Regions from separate parts of the Mus musculus genome. Here region 2 is linked to region 1. A link is a contact called in public HiChIP or PLAC-seq data. All regions are on one chromosome and are shown on one strand. Each heading gives the region's core, a stretch centred on a gene start, on an enhancer-like site or on the middle of the called end of the contact. The rest is flanking DNA. Distances are from core to core; before and after follow the strand shown.

Evidence for each region. HiChIP or PLAC-seq counts read pairs in DNA pulled down with a chosen protein or histone mark.
Region 2: a contact with region 1 is called in an H3K4me3 HiChIP or PLAC-seq map of embryonic stem cells, with 5 times the contacts expected there. The contact joins the enhancer-like site here to the promoter of Ptcd1 in region 1. A contact is called at or near these places in 2 of 39 promoter capture datasets (cranial neural crest and hippocampal neurons) and 4 of 115 datasets of contacts at active chromatin or transcription factors (astrocytes, embryonic stem cells and stem cell-derived neural progenitor cells).

Annotation. Positions count from the first base shown.
Region 1 is chr5:145,164,199-145,170,007 of GRCm38.p6, forward strand. It overlaps Ptcd1 (pentatricopeptide repeat domain 1), which reads right to left and starts at 2,906. Exons shown (of 9, transcript NM_133735.2): 1 at 2,756-2,906; 2 at 863-1,335. The coding sequence starts at 1,309. Cpsf4 (cleavage and polyadenylation specific factor 4) reads left to right here and starts at 3,015. Exons shown (of 8, transcript NM_001291248.1): 1 at 3,015-3,261. The coding sequence starts at 3,159.
Region 2 is chr5:146,402,474-146,408,282 of GRCm38.p6, forward strand. All of the region lies in intron 1 of Wasf3 (WAS protein family, member 3), which reads left to right. Among named protein-coding and RNA genes, the nearest start is that of Wasf3, 20 kb to the left of the region's middle. Within about 2 kb of position 2,243, at least 5 of the 459 cell types and tissues checked have an H3K27ac peak or open chromatin away from gene starts, as enhancers often do. A contact at or near this core is called in embryonic stem cells, where this site is marked.

The DNA of each region.
Region 1 (5,809 bases), core at 1,656-4,155:
CCTTGAAAGAATGAAAATTAGTTAGAGCTGGCAACAGTTTAGAGGTCAAACTGTTAAGAGAAGAATAAGTCATGAGCCCAGGAAATGTGATACGGACAAGAAGACTAACGGGATTACCTCCATGTACTGAGTTAAAGATAGGTAAGGGGCTAGCAATATGGTTCAGCAGAGAGAGGCGCCTGCAGCGCAAGTGACCAGAGTTCGATCCCTGGGCTGTGCATGAAGGTGGAAAGGAAAAGCCAGCTCTATACGTCGTCCTCTGGGCTCCACATGTGCACCGTGGCACACACACTCACACTTGCACCCAGACAGCAATAACAGAGATCCAAGGACTGAGTAATGAACACCCCAGCTTCAACAGCTGAGAAGGCTGCACTGCCCCACATAAAATGCCAACCCAGCAGAAGGAAAACCCCAAGGTTCTCATGTAAAATGCCTACCTGTTTACCAGTTCTCTTAACTCCCTGCCTGCCCTCCGCTCAGTTTCCAGCCCAGCCTCTTCCTCCCTCAGTTCCCCAACAGTCTGCTTAAACATTCCCTTCCCAGTAGTTTCCCCAATGCTAGCAGCTCCAAGCCATAGCAACTGTGCTAGCCTATCTGCTCAGCTCAGCTCAGCTCAGCTCAGCTCAGCTCAGCTCAGCTCAGCTCAGCTCAGCTCAGCTCCTCCTGGCTCCACTGTCTGACAGTGTCTTCACTAACTGCCTTCTCACTCTGCTAGTCCCCACCCCCGGCTTTATATACATTTCCTATCCCGTTCCCAGAAATCCAAGGGGCATCCAACACTGAAGGTCATAGGGTTCTCCCAGCTAAGAATTCTTAAAGGGCCAGGGACACAAGATGAAATCACAGCACACTCTCAGACCTTTCCTTCCTTGATCAGACGTTTGCACTGAAAGAAGTACCAGTACTGAGTGTTCCTCCGGCCCCGCCACGGTCTGGGCTCCAGTTCTTCCTCCTCACCACCCTGTTCCTTGAGCTGCAGGTTGTAGAGCTGGGCCGTTGACTTGTGGAATATCCTCCGGGAGGAGAATTTGCCAGAGAGGCTCCCGAAGCTCTCTTCCTCTGCCTCCTCCTGGGGAGCCACAGTGCTGAGCTTACTGGAGTCAGAGCAGAGGCTGCTCATTTCCTTCTGGTTCCCGCTGCCCAGGGGCAGCGGGGAGGAGGAGCCGCAGAAGGCAGCTCTCAGCCGTGCAGGTCCCTCCCTGCCTCCTGTCCATCGGGTTGATCCAACAAGATCCAGGTGTTGAAGGACAGACAGTCCTATGGGGCGGGGACCGGAAAAGAGCCGGGAGAGTCTTAGGAGGTCCATCGCTGGCTGCCTCGAGCCCCTGCAGCCTGAAATCAAGAAAAATAAGGAAACCGCATCAGACGCCATATAAAAAGTCAGAAAGGAAGGGCTGGCGAGATGGCTCAGCGTGCTCTCCGAAGGTCCTGAGTTCAAATCCCAGCAACCACATGGTGGCTCACCCATAATGAGATCTGACCCCCTCTTCTGGTACATCTAAAGTCAGCGACAGTGTACTTACATATAATAATAAATAAATCTTTGGGCTGGAGTGAGGGGGCCTACTGGTGCAAGCAGGGCCTACCAGAGCGAGCAGAGGTCCTAAAAAATTTCAATTCCCAACAACCACATGAAGGCTCACAGCCATCTGTACAACTATAGTGTACTCACATACATTAAATAAATAAATAAATAAACAAACAAATCTTTTTTAAAAAGAGTCAGAAAAGAGAGACAAGTTTACTCAGAGGGTAGGCTCTGAGTTAGGAAGACCTGGCTCTGTGCAGGGTGGGGAGTGGGAGATCAGTCAAACTTACTATCTCAGCTGGGTAGAAAAGAGTCAGAAATTCAGGGTCACCCTCAGCTATAATGTCAACTTCAAGACCAGCCTGGGCTTCATGAGATTGTCTTTAAAAAGTAAGAGTAAGTCGTGATGGGCCATGCCTTTAGGCCCTGCACCAGGGAGACAGAGGCAGGAGAATTTCTATGAGTTCAATGCCAGTCTGGTCTACAACTGTGAGTCCACGCTACTCAGGGCTACCTAGAGATCCCCAGTCTCGACAACAACAACAAGAGGCTCAAGAGGGTCTCAGCAGATAAAGGTGCTTACTGCAGAGCTCGGTGACCTGAGCTTGATTCCTGAACATACTTGGAAGGACTTGTGGTACAAGCTTTTCCCTAATCTGCACTCGAGTGGTGTGGAAGGCACATATATGCACATGCTCCCTCTCACAGAGCTACACCCTCTCACCCTCGCATTCTATTTTTATTAGGCTGTGCTGGGCCTGCTTACTTTGAAGCCCTTTAATAAAAAAACAAAACAAACAAACAACAACAAAAACAAGACATAATAACAGGGAAAAGAGGTATGACGGTATTTTGAGGCTTAGCTCTACTAGGTTGACTCGCTCTCCAGGGTCTCATGTAATGCAGTCTGGTCTTGAGCTTCTGACCCTTCTGCCTCCACTTGCCAGTTAGTGGGATTACAAGTCTGTACTAACACTACCGGCTTATGCGGTGGTGGGGCAAGCACTTTACCAACTGAGCCACACCTCCTGCCCCCTTACCCGACTTTTAAACGTCTGCATTAGAGCTACACCCACAGAGAGACCTGGGACCCTAGGTCGCCCCTTGCTTCCTCTCCCCAGGCCTTTAGATCCTCCGTTTTCGCATCTGAGCTTGGACAAAGTCCCTCAGGTCCAATTTCCACCCGGCTTCCGGGTTTCCTATGAGGGTTGAACAGAAACTCACTCTGAGCGTTCTAAGCGGCGAGCCCCTAGTGAGACGTCCTCAGAGTCGAGGGACCGCGGCTCCAGAGACAGCGTTCCTGCCCTCAGCACAGACTACGGAGATCCCGCGCAGGCGCACTTGCGTCGCCGCCTCTTGTGTAAGATACAGAACCGAAAGAAACAGGCGATCGGTCGGCGGCTAGTCAGGCCTGAAGGAGTGGCCGGACTCTGAGCTCCGTTGGCTGAGTCTGGATGGGAAAAAAGGGCCGGCGCGGGCTCCAGCGCTCCCGGCATCCCTCGCGGGGCGGCGGCTGCGGCGGCGGCGGTGGCGGCAAGCGAGAAGGGGACGGGGAGAGGTAGCGTGAGTTGCGGAGAGCGGCTGAGAGACCTGAGGGGGAGCTGGGCCCGAGGCCGCCGCCGCCGCCATGCAGGAAATAATCGCCAGCGTAGATCACATCAAGTTCGACTTGGAGATCGCCGTGGAGCAGCAGCTCGGGGCGCAGCCGCTGCCCTTCCCCGGCATGGATAGTGAGTGCGGGGCCCGGCGGGTGGGTGGGCGAGTCTGATTCTGACCAGAGGTTACCCCAGCCCTGGGCCCTGGAACCCGGGACCCTCGCCTAGTTCCTCCGCTTCCGTCCTGGGACTTCCCGGTGTCACTTGAACTCGGGGAGACCTTTCCTTGGATCCTTGATCCCCGGGGACTGCTCCGTGGCAATCCTCGGGACAGCAGGACTGTGTCGGTTGTTCGCGTAATTCTCCAGTGAACGCGTGTCATCCTGAAGTGGAACTGCCTTCTCCCATCCTGCTCCAACTTCAGCAAAGTCTTAGAATGTCCCCCATTTCCACCTCTTAGCGTGCTCCTCTCTACTTTCATCAGAACTAGGCGGTAGAAGAGTCTGAGTGTATCTGACTGTCGAAGACTCCAAGTAGACCCTCATATTCCAGGCTTGCTTTAGTCTAGCTCCTGGGAAATCCTTCCCTGTCCTGGAATTGTCCGTTTTCCTCACTACCCCACCTCCGGGTCACCTGTCCCAACTCAGGCCCCCAGCGAACCTTTAGACCGAGCTATATTTACTGTCCCTCTTCATGTGATGAGATGGTTTTCCTGTTCTGGTGGGATATATCTTCCGTTTGGGGGAGCTGCTTCAATTCAGACAGAACTGTCCTCTTTGGCCAGGTCGTCCTTGCACATATGTCTACTCTTTGTTGTTGTTGTTTTTCGAGACAGAGTTTCTCTGTATAGCCCTGGCTGTCCTGAAACTCACTCTATAGATCAGGCTAGCCTTTTAAGCACTAGGTTTTTACTCAATTTGATGGCACTGCCTTGAGACCATGGAACATTTGTGTGGGGCAATAGATCCACAAACCTGTGGAGGCAAGTGTGCACTTGAAGTAAAGATTTGGGTTTCTTTAAAAAACACAGAAATAGCCGGGCAGTGGTGGCGCACGCCTTTAATCATGGCTCTTAGGAGGCAGAGGCAGGTGGATTTCTGAGTTCAAGGCCAGCCTGGTCTACAGAGTGAGTTCCAGGACAGCCAGGACTACACAGAGAAACCCTGTCTTGAAGGGAAAAAAACAAAAACAAACAAACAAAATCCAGAACCCAGAAAACTACAGAAATAGGAATATATTTTTATTTTAATCCCAGATATGGGATCTGGGGCTGCTTCAGATTTTCCATAGCAGCTGACTATGATTTGCCTCATTCCTTAGCAGGAGTGTGATACTGCCAATGGCAGATAGTTTTTGCCATTGTGTGGCATTTGGAATTCGGAGGACTCTTAAGAGGGTATATAAATGCTAGGGCCCCAAGAATGTGGGTTGTTGGTTGGTTGAGAGTTGTTAAGTAGTTGTGCACAAAAAAGGAACAACAAGAAATTAGATACCCTGACAGCAAAGACCAAACTTGCTCCCTAATCATCCGGGAGCAGTCTAACAATGACATCACCCCCTCTCTCCCTTCCATCCTTTTTTTCTCACCTATCTAGTGTTAGGGGACTAGAAGGGTGGAAGATAAAAGAACCCACAAAGTAGCCAAAGTCTCCCTAGGAGAGCCAGGGATGTGCATAGCATGGGTACCTCCGAAGCTCAGGTCCAGATTTGGTAGGTGCCTTGCTGGGCCTTGACATACCCAACACAACCACAAACAAGAAGTGCGTGCTGAGGCACCTTCCATTGCAGCCACTCAGTGATGGCTCTTGCCTTTAATCCCAGCACTCAGGATGGAGGGACAGGCAGATCTCTGAAACTGAGGCCAAGCTGGTCTACAAAGCAAGTTCTAGAATAGCCAGGGCTGTTACACAGAGAAACCCTGCCTCTGGGGAAAAAGAAAAAAAAAGAAGACAGAAGGAAATGGTGTTTCTGGTTTTTGTTTTATTTTGGTTTGTTGTTTTGGTTTGGTTGTTTTCTTTTATTTCTTCTTTTTTTTTTTTTTTTTTTTTGAGACAGGGTTTCTCTGTGTAGGCCTGGCTGTCCTGGAACTCACTCTGTAGACCAGGCTGGCCTCGAACTCAGAAATCCGCCTGCCTCTGTCTCCCAAGTGCCGGAATTAAAGGCGTGTACCACCACTGCCTGGCTGGTTTTTGTTTTTTAAGTTTACTGTTTTCTGAAAATCCACGCTGATACATCAGTGAAAACTATTTATGAATCCAAGACTTGTTCTGGTGAGTTTCTGGACTTGCTGACTGCTGCCACATGCTGGCTCTGTAGATGTGCTGCCCTCCCAGAGTTGGCTGTGTTTGTGAGGATGAATGGCCTTGCACCTATGTAATTCTATGTAGGTGTCACATATTAAGGGCTGGCCTGCTTGATCTTCCATTATATTCTTCCACTAGGCTAATGTCTAAAGAGGCCCCTGCCTGCTCTGTCATCTTCCCTGCTCAGAGGCTCAGCTAGTGATTTAGTTATTTCCTGTGAGACCATTCATTCCTTCTCTCTGTCTCATACTAATATACTTGTAAATTAACCCCCATGGGAGGGCTGAGCTGGGGGTAATTATTCTCTGATCTTGTGTTCCTTCTTACCTTCTCCACCCATTCTTTTTTTTTTTTTTTTTTTTTTTTTTGTTTTTGTTTTT
Region 2 (5,809 bases), core at 993-3,492, 1.2 Mb after region 1:
GCTGCCAACTGAACGAACGAACGAACGAACGAACGGACGGAACGGTTGCTTTACTGAGGACAATCAAGGCTGTAGTTGTTTGCAAAAGCCAAACTGTAGACCTTGAAGGGCAGATCAAATCAGGGCCTCATGGGATACTGTGAAAGATCTGAAAACAATGGAGCAAATGAGGAGAGAAAATTGACCTTCATCTGCTGCTGGTGAATGGCTGCGTCTGTCAATTGAAATGACCTTTTAAAACAATGACGGGTTTTTTTTTTGTTTGTTTGTTTTTTGTTTTTTTGTCTCTTTTAGAAAATTGTTTTGAGGATTTCTTAAAATTGCCACAGGACTTAAAATTTTTTTCTTAAAGTTTAAACATAATTTATTTTCCATTCATAATAATATTTCAAGGTTGTTTGCTCACACTAGACAACCCATTGAAGAATTATACGTAGTGTTCACAAATGAGAATAAATGTGATAATCAGATGGATTGATATACATGATTATTATTAGAGTGTAGGGAGTTTAAAAAATATATAATATGTTGATATATGTGCCACAACTCTCTTTCTGTCTCTGTCTCTCTCTGTCTCTCTCTCTTTCTATATATGTATGTATATGTATATAAAAACAAAAACTAGCCCTGAAGAGTAAGTGTGAAAAATTGAAGGCAAGGTCAGTTTAGTGACCCCTCAAGTGTTTATTTGCCTAAGTAGGAGTGAGCTGCTGAAGGAGGGGCTCTTGATGCTATTGTATGTTTTTATTGATCAGAGCATGTGTTACAGCAAAATAAAGCCAAATTTGCCCATTGTATTGTACTGTGTGCCTCTGGCTTCCATTTCCTTATATTGCATGAGGCTGGACTATTTCTTGGAATATCTTGGATTATTTGGAATATCTATTTTCCAAATAATCAGTTGGTGTATATTTAATTTAATTAATTAGTTATTGAGACAGGGTCTCATTTAGAAGTCCTGACTGGAATCCACAGAGGTTTGCCTCTTGAATGTTGGGATTAAAGGTATATACCACCATGTGCAACAGGTATTGACTTTTTCTCTTCTCTTTTCTTTTCTCTTTTCTTTTCTTCTTTCTTCCTTTCTTCCCTTTTCTTTCTTTCTTTCTTTCTTTCTTTCTTTCTTTCTCTCTCTCTTTCTTTCTTCCCTTTTCTTTCTTTTTTTCTTTCTTTCTTTCTCTCTCTCTCTCTCTCTCTTTCTTTCCTCTTTCTTTCTTTCTTTCTTTCTTTCGTTCGTTTGTTCGTTCGTTAGTTTAGATAGTGTGTCTTGTAGTCCAGGTTGCCCTGAAACTGCTAGCTTCCTGCTCCTCCCGCCCCACGGAGTGCCGGACTTGTGGGCACAACAGACATAGCCTGTTAGGTAGACGGTTACTTGGTTTCTTTTTGCTTTGTGACTAGATGGGTGAGCTATACTGATTCAGGTTTGGAAAAGCAGCATGGATATAGCTTATTTGTTCTGCTGGGGTCTTCAGTGCTAATCATGGTTAATCTCAGGATTGACAACTCCCAGCTTTGAAACAAGGGAGGGCAAACCAGAGCCCCTCTCCTGCTCAGTGACATACTTCCTCCAGCAAGGCCACTCTTTTAAACCTCCCCAAAGAGTACCACCAGCTGGGAACCAGGAGCTGATGGGGGGCATTCTTATTTAAACCACCACGTGGTGGTCCCTGACCTGGTGTTCTGTTGGGAAATGTCTTGATTGATAAGTGTCAAATTTCACCACAAATAGCACTCAGAAGAAAGGGACCACTGTGCGCTGCAGAAAGTGACTTGTATGGACAATCTCCTACTATGGTGGAAAGATCTGGCTTGCTGTGGCATCTACAGCAGATGCATTTGTGAGATGTCTTGCTCTTTGGGGTGTTGCTGAATGGTAAGAATAAAGAGGATTACCTTAATGATTCGTTAGACTGGCTTGTCAGTGTATGCTTGTCAGTGTATGCTCAGTAGAGTGTGGCTTTCCCTCTGCATATGTCTGAGCAGCCACTGTAGGATCTGCAGAGACAAACCTGCAGAGATGAGGGCTAGTTTTGCTCTTTTAAGGCAGGTCTCTAGGTTCCTAGAAAATAGAATGAAATGCCAGATATGTTTTCCACTTTTATTTTTAAGCAACTAGTTAGTGAGCACTGGAGACATGTGACTGAGCAACATATTAACAAGTTCCCGCCCCATCCCACCCTGCTCAGCAGTCAGAGGGGGAAGTCTCATGGGAGAACCAGGCAGAGGAGGCACTGCAGAGAGGAAGCTCACAGGTGGCAACAGAGGAAGAGGGACATTCTCCTGAGACAGTTTTCATTGCGGTGTGTGTGTGTGTGGGGGGTGTGGAAGTGGGGACGGGGTGGGGTGGGGATGGGGTGGGGGGGTGTCAGAGCAGGTAGTGTTTAAGCAGTGCCATGAAGGAAGTGGGATGCGGGTTAGGGAAGAACATTCCAGGGGAGACTGCATTGAAATCTGAGTCCTATGGGCTGGAGAGATGGCTCAGAGGTTAAGAGCACTGACTGCTCTTCCAAAGGTCCTGAGTTCAAATCTCAGCAACCACATGTTGCTCTCTTCCCTCCTGGGTGTCTGGAGCCCTTTGCCCCTCCCTCGCCTGTCTTCTTTATACATTCATGGTTCTGCACCTGACACTGTCGTTCACTATTGATGACATTCATCTCAGATTCCATTCTGCACGCCCAGCCCACCATGAATCCTTCACTGAGCCTTTGGTGATGGTCGTGCAGAGCGTGGCCCAGATGCCTTGACTGACTGTCCCTATCCGAGATTCCGCTACCATGGAGACCCCTGGGGAGGAGCTGTCTAGCAGTGTTCATTGAACTGGTGACGGGAACTCGCGGTGCTCTGAGATCCTGACTTGCCTGTGGCTTCCTTCCTCGGCAGATGCCCAGGGTTTTCATTTGTACTGTGGGTCTGCTCAGTTTTGGTTGACCAGAAAATGTCTTATTTTGCCTTCTTCTAAACAACAACAACAACAACACTTTTATTTTACAATAATTATATTCTCACAGAAAATTGCCCCCTCCTCGTATTTATACTCTTCCATCTAGTTTTTGCCAAGGCTCTCCAAGGATGACATCCTTCATAATTTGTATAATATATTAGCTGCTGAGCCATCTCTCCAGTCTCAAATATGTTTCATGTTCTCTTTAACATGAAACAAAACACCCTTCAGGTCTCTTGAGGTGGTTATATCCATTTTGTGTGTGTGTATATATATATATATATATATATATATATATATATAATTGCTGGCTAGTATGTATTTCATTATATGGCCTGTCTAACTGTTCATCCAAATAGCCTTTTGGTATTAGCAGTAAAGCTGAAACCAACCTTCACATAAGGTTTTTGTGTAATTACAAATATTTGTTTCCCTGGGATGAACACCCTTGGGCATGATCGCTAAGCCTGTGAGCAGTAAGTAGATATTTGGTTTTGTGTGACCTGACTGAATTATTTCCTAGGCTGACTGTGCTGTTTCCACTCACGCCAGAAGAGTGAGTAGTCCATTGTTTTTGGATTCTCATCAGCACGTATTGTTGTCAATGTTTTATTGCAAATGTTCCATCGTATGTATAATGTTAATCTCATTTTGGTTTTTGCACTTTCCTGTGGCTAGTCATGGTCACTGTCATTAAAGCTGTTCATTTGCCATCCACATATATATATATATATATATATATATATATTCTTTAGTGAAATGTTTTTTTACATTTTGTTAGTCTTATGATTGGCTTGTTTTCACTCAGTTTTTTTTTTTCAGTTTTGTTTGTTTTTATTTTAAATGTGTGGGTATTTTTGTTTGCATGTGGTATGTATGTGCATCATGTGCATGCAGTACACACAGTGGCCAGAAGAGGGTGCTGGATCCTGTGGAACTGGAGTTGTACATTGTTAAGTGGATGCTGGAAATTGAACCTCTTAACATCAGAACCCCTATATTTCACTTAGTTTTGAGAGTTTTTTATGTAAATTTATTTGAAATCTAAGTACTCCAAACATCTGTCTGTTGTCTGACTGAGGTAACGGAATGAAGAAAGTACAGACACACAGACACACAGATACACAGATATACCTCCAGAAAAGCTTGGCTCCCATGGACTGTGCTAACTCTCATGGAGCCTCGATGCTACTGAGTGGAGTTAGCCTGCTGCCATAGGATTCACCCCCCCTCACATCCACTCAGGACTCACCCCTCCTCATATCCACTCAGGACTCACCCCTCCTCACATCTGCTCAGAACTCACCTTTCCTCATATCCACTCAGGACTCATCCCTCCCCCATCCACTCAGGACTCACCCCTCCTCACATCCACTCAGAACTCACCCCTCCTCATATCCACTCAGGACTCACCCCTCCTTACATCCACTCAGGACTCACCCCTCCCCCATCCACTCAGGACTCACCCCTCCTCACATCCACTCAGAACTCACCCCTCCTCATATCCGCTCAGGACTCACCCCCCTTACATCCACTCAGGACTCATCCCTCCCCCATCCACTCAGGACTCACCCCTCCTCACATCCACTCAGGACTCACCCCTCTTCACATCCACTCAGAACTCACCCCTCCTCACATCCACTCAGGACTCACCCCTCTTCACATTCACTCAGAACTCACCCTTCCTCATATCCGCTCAGGACTCACCCCTCCTTACATCCACTCAGGACTCACCCCTCCCCCATCCACTCAGGACTCACCCCTCCTCATATCCACTCAGGACTCACCCCTCTTCACATTCACTCAGAACTCACCCTTCCTCATATCCGCTCAGGACTCACCCCTCCTTACATCCACTCAGGACTCACCCCTCCCCCATCCACTCAGGACTCACCCCTCCTCATATCCACTCAGGACTCACCCCTCTTCACATTCACTCAGAACTCACCCCTCCTCATATCCGCTCAGGACTCACCCCTCTTCACATTCACTCAGAACTCACCCCTCTTCACATCCACTCAGGACTCACCCCTCCTCACATCCACTCAGGACTCACCCCTCTTCACATTTACTCAGAACTCACCCTTCCTCATATCCGCTCAGGACTCACCCCTCCTTACATCCACTCAGGACTCACCCCTCCCCCATCCACTCAGGACTCATCCCTCCTCATATCCACTCAGGACTCACCCCTCTTCACATTCACTCAGAACTCACCCCTCCTCATATCCGCTCAGGACTCACCCCTCCTTACATCCACTCAGGACTCACCCCTCTTCACATTCACTCAGAACTCACCCCTCTTCACATCCACTCAGGACTCACCCCTCCTCACATCCACTCAGGACTCACCCCTCCTCACAGTCCACTCAGGACTCATTCTTTGCCATTCACGTTCATTCATGTTCTTACCAGATCTTTTATGGCATCTTTCAGGGCTTCCCTTACTGGCTTCCCTCCTGGACAGGCCTGTCCTCCTTTGTCACACTGCTGTGGGGTCTCTCAGGAGGGATGGCCTGTAGCAGCGCTAGTTAGAATCATTTCACTTCTGCTCTCTCAGATTCTGGGATCTGATGGTTTTGCTTTTAGCAGACTTTAAGATCAGAGTCCAAGCAGGACCTGGGAGCTCTCTGTGGGAGGCCAGCTTGTGTACAGTGCTCTCTCTTTGTTTCACAGGTGTTAGCGGGACTTTGTTGTTGGTTTTGACTCTGCCCTCATGGGGGATTACTCTGTCTTACTCTTCTTTAGAGCACTAGTTCTCACCTTGTCATGACCTCTTTGGGGAGGGCTGTGTGTGACAAATGACCCTTTCACAGGAATGGAGTATCAGATATCCTATACATCAGATATTTTACATGACAATCCATA